Linked DNA regions of Mus musculus: region 2 is linked to region 1. The links are chromatin contacts, called in public promoter capture Hi-C maps. All regions are on one chromosome and are shown on one strand. Each heading gives the region's core, a stretch centred on a gene start, on an enhancer-like site or on the middle of the called end of the contact. The rest is flanking DNA. Distances are from core to core; before and after follow the strand shown.

Evidence for each region. Capture Hi-C pulls out chosen DNA fragments and counts their contacts.
Region 2: a contact with region 1 is called in a promoter capture Hi-C map of liver, with 2.4 times the contacts expected there. The contact joins the promoter of Brip1os here to the promoter of Ddx52 in region 1. A contact is called at or near these places in 1 of 39 promoter capture datasets (hippocampal neurons) and 1 of 9 other capture datasets (liver).

Annotation. Positions count from the first base shown.
Region 1 is chr11:83,938,500-83,944,120 of GRCm38.p6, reverse strand. Ddx52 (DExD box helicase 52) reads right to left here and starts at 2,031. Exons shown (of 15, transcript NM_030096.2): 1 at 1,857-2,031; 2 at 680-878. The coding sequence starts at 1,943.
Region 2 is chr11:86,198,332-86,203,952 of GRCm38.p6, reverse strand. Brip1os (BRCA1 interacting protein C-terminal helicase 1, opposite strand) reads right to left here and starts at 2,593. Exons shown (of 7, transcript NR_130959.1): 1 at 2,401-2,593. It overlaps Brip1 (BRCA1 interacting protein C-terminal helicase 1), which reads left to right and starts at 2,760. Exons shown (of 20, transcript NM_178309.2): 1 at 2,760-2,844; 2 at 4,959-5,081. The coding sequence starts at 4,989.

The DNA of each region.
Region 1 (5,621 bases), core at 782-3,281:
AAATATGTGAGAACAATCTAAAAAAAAAATTCTATGAGTAGTGAGCAAAGATCTTCAATGAATATTTTGTTTTTTACAAAGTCTAGCCTGGCCTTGAACTACAGATCTTCCCTCCTCCAACTTCAGAGTGATGAAACTGTAGGCAAGTATTACTATGCCCAGGTTTCTAATTGATTTTTTTTGTTTTTTGTTTTTTTAAATAATGGGTATGAGTGTTTTGTCTGAGTATCACATGTATGCCAGGTAACCAGGGAAACTAAAAGAAGGCATTCCATACCCTGGAACTAAAGTTATAGGCATTGTAAAGTGCCATGTGGGTGCTGGGAATTCAACCTGTATGCTCGGTAACAGCAGTCAGTGCTTTTAACTGCTAGGCCATCTCTCCATCTCCTCTGTGGCATTATTAAGACATAATTTTTAATTTCACTGAGACATAACTTCTAAGGAAGTGATACATATTTTTTCACAGAGTACCTCCACATTAGGATTATTATTCTCCAGAAATAGCAACACCTGTCCAAAAGGCTATGCATGACCATCATTGCAGTAGCAAGTAACAGCCAGTACCTAGGTATAATCCAGATGGCATCAACAAAGGTTGCTAGGTATGTGTTGTCTGACTTACCAGCTTGCACCGTTTTGGAACTGGAAAAAAAATGAGCATTAAGCCAATACTAACCTGAAGTCATCTTCTTTCTCTTTTTCTTCTTGGGCTCCTTACTCCTTTCCAACAGGACCCCTTGTGTTTTCTCCTCATTTGGGGGCTCCTGGTGTATTTGCAATGCTCCACATTCATCTGAGACGGACTTCTTGTTTCCGAAGAAGTCTAGTCCCTTCAGGACCTCCAAAGACTCGGAATCGAATTTCCTTTTTCCTACCTAAAACCCCAAAAGTTTTAAATGAAATTTACTGCCAGAACTGTTTCCATCCAACCGTGACTGGCTGTACGGAGGACGCAGGTTCAGTAATTCGCCTTTTTAACCTTTTCAAACAAGATTCTGTTGAGCTAAGTAGTGTGTTTAGGCAAACAGAATCCTATCAACAACAACAATGAATATTTATATACATTTACTACACGTCAAGGATATTTATTAGATATTAAATTACTTCATCCTCACACCAACCCTACAAGGTAAATAGCAGTGAGACAGAAGAGGGGAAAAAAAAATCCAGGCACCAGCAAGTAACTTAGTGAAGATCTCAGAAGTATTCACTAGCAGGCCCTGCATTTGATCCCAGAAATCCCTGCTCCAGGGTTCAAATGTAACCACAACACTGCAGTCAGGACGAAGAAACACAGACATCACCCTCCACAAAGGCTGTATTTTACAGTAAGGCTTATGTTTAAAATGTTTCACAAGTGAGTCCCAACTGACTTCCTTTCATGCTCACTACTTCTTTAAGAAACCCCCCGCATATCAGGATCACACTTTTGGTTGGCTACTTAAAATGTGGTTGGTTAGAGTGATGAAAAAACAAAACAAAACACCCCAACTCTCCACTGCAGTACAGCTATCTGTACATTAAGTCAAACTTGGGTAGCTTACAGTGAAAGCGTGCTTTCTTAGTTTCTAAGAGGGGTCTCGGAAAGGATTCCAACTTTGTGAGTAAAGTAAGATACCTGGGAATCAAAATGTCTGTGCCAGGCTCAACTGAGTCTACCGGGGCTCAGTAAACAGTCCTTCAGAAGTCTGGGGTAAATCTTAGGTTAAGCTAAATCCCAGGAGGGAAATGCTTGGGGGTGATCGGAGCCTGGCCTCGGGGTCTCCAGCGCGCCGGCTGCCCGGTTGGCGGCGGTCTCAATCTCCGGATCCCGCCCCTTCTCGGTCACGCGGCTCCCCGCGTACAGAAAGTACCTGGAATCGAGTAGCGTCTGCTGAGAAGCGCTTCACGTCGAACTTGGCGCCGGCTCCAAGCCGGCGAAACAGGTCGTAGGAATCCATCTTTACCCAGAAGGCCCCACGGCCTCCCGGCGCCTGCGTTTACCACTTTCTATCCGCGACTGCTTCCGCACAGGCCGTAGCGGAAGTCGCTCCAGGAGGCGGAGCCTGGCTGTGATAGGCGTGGAAAACGTGTGAGCTGGGAATTCGTTCACAAAATCCAAAATCGACGCTTCTTGTGCGTGGGAGTGTGCTAGACGTTTAGTGATAGTTTGATGAGCAACACGCCAATATTCTGCATTTTCGGTTACCGTTTAGAAAGGACAGAGATACTATTAACCAGTTACTGTAACTGAGGAAAATGGAAAGCATCGTGAGGCAAATTAAAAGCTGTGATGGGTTGAGAAGGGGTAGAAGCTAGTTTAGTTAGATTGGTTAAATTCAATCAAATTTGAACTGAGAAGGGGCCACTTTCCCAAGACATGGGAACAGCATTCCAGGGAAGAGAAAACCCATCTGAAGAAGGAAACGGATCTGAAACCTTGTTAGAACAGAAGCCGATCTGAGTTGCTCTCCAGTGCCACAGAAAGAAGGAAAAGGGGGTGGGTGGGGGGAGGGATGAAGGAAGAAATGAAGAAAGGAAAGAAAATTGGAGTAGCTGGAGCTAAGCTTACAGGGGCAAACAAACCAGGTCTCAACGCTGTAACAAGGGCATGATGAAGTATTTAGGTTTTAATCTAAACATGCTGCAAAACCAAAATTCATGGAAGGAGCAACTATCTTAGTTTATCCCATTTGATTTTTAGATTCATTCTCATTGTGTTTGAACTACTCGACTTTTTAAGTTTTGTATAACCTGTCTTCTGGAATGTAAGTCCACAAACATGAAGATCTATTTTTGCTTTATGATTGTATCCCTGGTTCTGTTTGCTTTCCATAAATGTTTGATGAATGAATTCGTGAAAGGGCCATACATGATTATTTGGAGTTATTTGGAGAAGGGACATGGAACAGATAAGAGTAGAAATGGAGACTAAAGTAGCTGTTGCTTTTATCTGGGTTGATAGCTATTCAAATGTGGATGGATTTGGGCTACAGTTTGGATATAGAGTTTAATGTACCTGATGGAGTTTGTGTAGGGTGAGGAAATGGATCCAGAGGTAGCTAAATATTGTGGTTTGAGCTGGGATGATGGCATGCCATTTACTGAACTAAGAAGAAAGGAAGAGCAGCCTTTTGGTGAGAATGAGAATCATGGAATTGTTACGTTTGTAGACATGTAGATCTCTACTTGATTAAGTGAAGACATCCAATTAGGTACTTGGACCCAAGAGTCTGAAGCTCAGGACTGAAGGCTGGAGAAACAAAACTGGGAGACATCAAAATATAAATAATACAATGCATAGACTCAAACATCATATGTCCATATCATTTGTGGATAGATCTATGATATAGAGAGGAGAGGGGGAAAGTTCAGTTCTAGTGAGACTTTCATTCTCGAGGAGAGCAGATGTGGAGTGAGCATAAGATGTCATGAAAATCTCTTCCCTGACTCCTCCTTACAGCTAACAGTGGGGACATCTTACTCTTTTAAATATATTTACTCCCTCTCTATAAATAGTATTTTGAGGAGACAGGAAGATGGCTCAACAGGTAGACACCAACCCTGCAAACTTGATGATCTGACTTTGATCCTGAGAACCCATGCAGAAGAACAGATAAGGCTGTGAAGACGTTTGTAGCATTTAGCTTAGGCAGGACCAAAGTTTATCCACGTTAATACAGTGGAGGTTATGGTCTCTCCCATCCAGTTATAGCCCCATGGTATTAATGGTTCCCTAGAGAGTTAACCTCCCAGGAGCTGAGGAAAGCCCTGTAGGTGGCCTTCCTTACTAGGAAATATTTAGCATTATACCAATGGCCAGCTCACTTTCCTTCTTCCAGAGAATAGATTTGTCTTGCTCGTTGAATTTGTGCTCTATATCCTTTACTTTAAAAGGAGGGACTTGGACTTGGAGCTTGGTTTAAATCTTACAGAGATCCAACTTTGTCTGCTTCCCAAGTGCTGAGATCACAGGCGTGTACCATCACACCTGACCACGTTCCTCTACCGTAGCTTTTTTCTATTGCGCTGCACTTATAGCTCCACATTGGTCCACAGACTTTAAAATTTCTGAAGCTGAGGCAATGTGTCATGCCTCTAAATACATTTGCTGAGTATGAAATCTGTTTCATATTAAGTGGTCATTTTTTAGTCTCTCTCTCTCTCTCTCTGTGTATGTGTGTTGTATGTGTGTGTGAGTGTGTGAGTGTGTGAATGTTCTGTGTGTGTTGTAGTGTGTCTGTGTGGTATATATCCAAGTTTTTTGGAGTGTGCACTTTGATGCATGCACATACACACATGTAGGTGCACATGTATGTGTGTGTCCAGAGACAGACATCAAATGTGTCTCCTCACCTGCACTTCCCTTTTGTATATTTATTAAATTTTATTATATTAATTTCATGTGTAATCATGCATTGCTACAGCATGCGTGGAGGTCACAACCCAGCTTTCAGGAGTTGGTTCCACCCTGTAGTTAACAAGAATTGATTTCAGGTTTTCAGGCTTGGTGGCAAGCATGTTTACTTGCTGAGCCAACTCTCTGACCCTCCACATTTATTTTTAGGATTATTTTATTTTATTGTTTGTGTGTTTTTGCTAGCATGTATGTATGGACACCATATTTGTGCCTGGTGCCCCAATGTCAGAAGAAGGAATTGACTCTCCTGGAACTGGAGTTATAAGTGGTTTTGAGCCACTATGTGAATCCTGGGAACCGAACCCATGTCCTTCATAAGACCAGTCAGTAAGTGCTCGTAACCAATAAGCCATCTTTCCAGTCCCACGTTTATTTATTTATTTTCAGACAAGGTCTCTTTCTGAATCCAAAGCTTCCCCAATTGGCTGGACTTACTAGCCAATGAGCGTCAGGAATCCAACTGTACTCTAAGCTACCTCCCATACCCCTGGTGCTAGGGTTGTGGGTACATGGCACCTTGCTTTGTGTATGGGTTCCCTGGTTCTGAATAGAACTCCTCATGCTCGTGTAGCTGGTAACTTACCAGTTGAGCCAGCTCCCCAGTTCTGTAAGTCTTACTGATCTAATGAAATAGGACAAACCACATAAAGATCTCTATGAATTTAACAGTGGACCTATTTCTTTAGTTGGTGCTTTGCATTAATAGACTGGAATGAATGAAGTCAAATGGGAGCCAACTTACACTATTGCTTGCCTTGACAATGTCCAGCTGACTCATTAAGAGAGCATTTCCTCTTGGGGGGAAAAAAACAAAACTATTTCAAAGTATCGTCAATAAAAGTGGAGAGGAAATTGAATCCTGGTTCTGTGTAACTGGAATTTCTCCAAAAACTAGTATGGTGTGATTGTTGGACACACATGGCTTCTCAACTGTAGCCAGTGAGAACACAACGTCTGTGCAACACCAAGGTGGCGGCTGCTTGGAACAGCTTGTTGTTATGAGCAGAATGACCACGCCATAGCCTGAAGGGGTGTCTTGGAATATTTTTCTTCGTATACTCCCTGCTTATCGCCCAGCAAGCTTCAGCGAGGAGAGCATTGTTTTTACAGTGTCCCATCACAGACCACGGCCTAGGGGTGCAGAGATTACTTAGCCCATCTTTGTTCTCAAGGAGTAGAGCCTGCTAGGGTATAGAGTACCAACATGCTTGTTCTAGGA
Region 2 (5,621 bases), core at 1,344-3,843, 2.3 Mb before region 1:
CGGGCCCATGCCAAGATCCACTGTTCCTTGGGTAGTCCATGAGTATTTGTTTCTTGTAGCCCCCTGGGCCCAAGACTTCTTATTAGAAATTGGTCCATCAGTTTGTAATAGGACTAAGTGTTAGGCCCCTGTGTCCACAAGAAACTGGGTGGGTTTCTCCTCCACTTTAAGGATTACCCTGGGTTCGGGGAGGGGGTCCGAACCCCGTCTCCCCAACCACTGTCCTCTTGTATGGCCAGCACCTTGGGGCCTATTTGCCTCTTTTCGGAGGTGTAGAGTCCCCTCTTCTTCTTCTTGGGACAGTCTCGCCCAATGACTTCTTTGTTTCTTTGTTTGTTTCTTTGTTTGTTTCTTTGTTTGTTTCTTTCTTTCTTTCTTTCTTTTTGGTTTTTTCGAGACAGGGTTTCTCTGTGTAGTCCTGGCTGTCCTGGAACTCACTTTGTAGACCAGGCTGGCCTGGAACTCAGAAATCTGCCTGCCTCTGCCTCCCGAGTGCTGGGATTAAAGGTGGGTGCCACCACGCCTGGCTGATCTTTTTCTTTACAGTAGGCATACTGATCCTTAGCCAGGGGCTCTCTTCTGTTGGCAGGTACTATCTTACTAGGTTTTCAATTTTCTCTGACTACAGTGGCCAAGATCCTCTGGAGGTTCCTTTCCTGTTTCTTCTCTCCTTTGAGTTCTCTAGCTTCCTGTTCCTTCTGCCTTCTCTCCTCCTTCTTTTCTTCTGACTCTTGGTTATGATAAGCCTTCTCAGCTACTTGCACTAGTTCCTTTAGAGACTTGTCTTACAATCCCTCAAGTTTCTGCAACTTCTTCCTAATATCTCTGCTAGATTGGTCAATAAAGGCAACAGTAACTGTTGCCTTATGCTCTTCACTGCTAGGATCATAGTGGGTAAACTGGCGAAAGGCCTCCATGAGTCTCTCTAGGAAGGCAGAGGGAGACTCATTCAGCCCCTGTACCACTTCCCTTACCTTAGTCAAATTGGTGGGGCAGTGTGCTGACCCTTTGAGACCTGCCATCAGAGCCTGGCGGTGGACCTTCAGGTGCTCCCTACCTTTAGGGGTGTTGAAGTCCCAGTTCGGTCTGGTCAATGGGAAGCCTGCATCAATATTCCCTGGCAGGAGGGAAGGGCGCCCACCTGACCCCGGGACATGTATCCTAGCCTCAAGGATTCGCTGCTTTTCCTCTGTGGTAAAGAGAACCTGAAGCAGTTGCTGACTATCTTCCCATGTGGGCTGATGGGAGAAGTGATTCAATTAAGTTAATTAGACCTTGTGGATTCTCAGAAAATGAGGGGTTATGAGTTTTCCAGTTATATAAGTCATTGGAGGAAAACGGCCAATACTGAAAGGCTGATGACCTTGTTCATCCGGGGACCATAGGCCGGGAGGGGCAGAATATGGGCACCCTCAGGAGTTGCCTCCACTGTCTCTGAGTCTCCTGAGCAGGTCCCTCTGACCTGGGGAGGGAGGAGGATGGCGAGTCCCCCTGATTCTCCAGGCGGAATGGGCGGGGCCAAAGGCCCTGCAGCTTGAGCTGCATGAGGAGAGAGAGAGAGAGAGAGAGAGAGAGAGAGAGAGAGAGAGAGAGAGAGAGAGAGGATAAAGGGGAGGGAGATAAAGAAGAAGATCAGTATCCGTGGTGGGGAGAACATCTTTCTTGGGCCTATCCTGAAGGGCGAAGATTGGCACAGCCATTGGTCCTGAAGAGGAACCGGGCGAACACAAGGAGGGGGATCGGTGACTAAATCTTCCCACACTATGATATATGGGACCTGATTAGGGTGGCTCTTCGAGCCAGCACCAAAAATGCACCTCTTGACGGACAATATAAGAGGCAGTGAGAAAGAACCCTCAGGAGGCCATCCAATCTGAAAGGTGGGCCACTCTGACGAGCAAAAAGTAAACCATTTATTTTTCTTCACATTTACTGAGAGATTGTGAGCTCTAGTCTTAACCTCCCTCCAATGTTCTAGAGTAAAACTCGGAGGGGTGGAAGGTCAGTGTCCCATTCTGTCCAAAAATAACGTCAGTCCCAGTCCACACACAAAAAGAAAAACAGAAAGTAAAATACCAACGCGCCCCTGCCACGAGCGCCACAGAAGATACACTGAATAACTTGGTAGTGGTCTCTTTGCCACTGACCCCCAGATGAAGTCGAGCCCTCCCGGATCTCGCGGATCGGATCCGACTTCCCACTCTGAGAGTCTGGAGCGTCCTCCAGGACTCTTCGTTACCGCAGCGTTAAGGTCGCTTCTGGCAACCCCCGGCAGACAACTCCTTTGCAAACCGAAACCAAACTGACTTGCAGCCGACTCAAAATAGAGGGAACAGACGGAATAGACGCGCGGAATAGACGCACGCCAAGGGCGGACACAAAGAGACACAGCCGCGGTACCTGCTCGAACAATCCTCCGGTCTCCTGTCACTGGACCCGCCAGCAGGACGATTCCCGGTCAATGCACCAAATGTAAGACCCGTCTAACGCCCATTTTGTGCTTCTTAAAGTCTCACAGTACAAGAATTTTTTTTTTTCCTTCAAGCAAATGTGCGGAACTTGTCCCAGTCTTTTTCGCGGGGTGGGGTTTGGGGGAGGGGCGGTGCTCGTCTTCCGGTCCCGCCAAGTACTCGAGGGTTGATTTTACTTCGCGGGCTCCCATTGGGCGGTATAGCGTTGGCCTCGTACGATGATTGGCTGTTTCCTTTTCCGGTCTGGCTGTGTGATTGGCTGACTGGGAACCGAGGGGCGGGAGGCGCGAATTCATCTGTGTGGCGCTGCGGAGTGCAGCCTGGAGAGGGAGGAGTGGCTGTACCTTGGTACCTGGCAGCGTCGGAACAGCCGGTGAGGGAGGACTTTCGTACTCGCGAGCTTTCCTTGTAGGTCGGCTCCGCGTTGCCTTCTGTCAAACGTCAGCCGTTCCTTTTCTCTGGGAGCGGGAGCCAGCCGTGGGCAAATGGAAAGGAGGGCGCGGGGAGGGGACGGGCTCCTGCAGGCTGGCGCCGGCGGGCTCTCGGGCTCTATGGTGTGGCTCCCCGTGGACATGTGAGAACTAGGAGCTTGGGGAAGGAAAGCTGAGGGCCAGGGAGCCTGTCCTTACATTCTGTGAACGCAGGCTGGAGGTAGCCCCAGCTTCCGCGGTACTTCTGGAAGGGCTACAGATTTGTTAACCCGCCCCCCCCCCCCCCTTCTCTTAAAGAGACAGGGTCTCACCCTCCAGCTCTGGCTGGGCTGGAACTCGGAGTGCAGACCTGGCTGCCCTCGATCGATCGTACAGAGATCCACCAGAGATTGTTGGGGGCCAGAAGAATTGCGCCACCACATCCGGAAGTGTGATTGTCTGATGAGTTTTGAGAGGAATGTTGCCACAGCTTCAGGCATAGATTGCCATCTCGATTAATTTTAGTAACACAATATTGAGTTTTTGCTTCAGAATAAGCTGTTAGAGTCCATTAAACCTCAGAGGTTTACAGATAAAAATCAGTGATTGGATACTTTTTCTAACAATATCTTTTATTTATTCTTTGATAGTTTATGCATATATACAAAGTATCTTGACCTATCCCCAGTACATCCTTCACACTGCTTCGGGACCCCTTCACACGCCCCTCCCACCCAATGAGTCCAATTAGTACTGCCTGATGGGATGTTGACAGGTCTCCTTGGCTTGATTTTATGCAGGTCTTGTCTGACAGAACAATATTTAGAAATGAAAAATAACTTAAGAGTGGTGGGTTTTTTGGAGCACAGAAGCTGTGGTTAAAGTTATTGACTTCATGACCTGTTGTACCTTCTGTCTTAACCATCTCCATTCACAGACTGAGTTTACCAGATTTTCTCACCACTGTCGAAATTCTTCAGTCAATAAAAGTGTCTGGGAGGTTAGGTGATGCAAACAGTGGGATTTAAATCTATTTTGTTTCAATTATAATCTCCTGATTTCAGAATTACTGAGCTGACTCAGCAGGTAAAGGACTCAACCGAGCTAGCAGTGTTTAATTCCTGAGACCCACATGGTGAGAGGAGGGAACCTATTCTGTCTCCAGAACACTGTCTTCTCACTTCCACACACGTGTCATGCCATGCGGGTTCTCCTCCCCCAGTAAACTAAAAGATGATTTAAAAAAAATTAAGTGAATTTCTGTGGAAAGATACTTTCTCCCTTACAACAATTTTTAAAGTTAGATATTATTGCAGAAAAGAATTTTAGACTTACAGGTGAAAAATGTTAAGTCATAGATACAACCTGTGCTTCCTGCCCATTCATCTGCCTTTTCCTTCTAACTGGGAGAGTGTGAAAAGGGCAAACAGGAATGTACAGAATAAGAGGAAACAGTGAGGCTATGGAATAGCAGAGCTGCTTCAGAAATCTGTTGTATCTATAAGTTGAATATATGTAATCAAACTTGTTATAGGAGCTTGTGTTTCATCTGCCATGTACAGTATGTTTTTACATTATTTAACTTTTACAGCAGTCTTATAAGGCTTGTTTCTGTTAGGACTCCTATTCTGTACCTGAGGACATGGAGTTCTAGAAAAGTGACTTGCCTTACATCATAACTAATACATCATGGAGTGCCAGTCTAGACTGGTCAGACTCTAGTACGTATGTGCTCTTGACCCTGAGATTTATTTATAAGGATAAGATTTTTTTTTATTTCTATTACTTTTATATATGTGCTTATTAATTCCAGTTTTTATTATCAGACTTCAGCTCTATTGCTAGGTGTCTGGTTTTCTTTGAATGACATTATTTCGATATGTAAACTGTAATCCTTTTTATATTTGTGAGTGTATGTGTGGATGGCTATGCCAGGTAAATGCAGGTTATTGCAGAAGCCAGATAAGGTTGTGGGAGTCCTTGGAGCTGGAGTTACAGGCATTTGTAAGGTGCCTGATGTGGGCTCTGGGAATCCATCTCGCCAACCCTTCTACTGATTTTATTGTTTCTGTTGTAGTGAAGCACCTAAAGTAGAGAAGAAGGCAGAATGTCCTCAGTGTTGTCTGACTACACCATCGGTGGGGTGAAGATCCACTTTCCCTGTAGAGCGTATCCAGCACAGCTTGCGATGATGAATTCTGTAAGTCTTTTACAGCAGCTGAGTCTTTACCAAGAGGCTGTGGCTTGTGATTCCAAGTATACATTGAATTTGTGACTATTCACAGGTATAAAATGATGGCTAGGATTTGTTGGATTCATCTGGAAGAGCACCTAAGTTCTAGGAAAGTGATATGATAACTCTTAAGCTGTGTATGTTTAGGTTAGGATGTAGCAAGAACATCTGAAAAACAGTTTCAGCTCCTTTAGAATTTTGATTTTTATTCTTCATTTCTACTACCTTTATATTTCTATTCAAAGTCATTATAACCCCTTCTACTAGCAGTATCTCTCATCGAGTTTTTCTCATAGATATTTATAGGTATTAGTATTGCAGGCTTTTGTTTGTTTGCTTATCTGTGTTTTTAGATTATTTCTATGTGTATGAGTGTTTTGCCTGCATGTGTATCTGTGCAACTTATGTGTGCCTGAGGCCTGACGGGCCTAGAATAGGGCATCAGATCTCCTGGAACTGGAGTTACAGGTGGTTGTAAGCTACCACGTGGTGCTGGGAATTGAACCT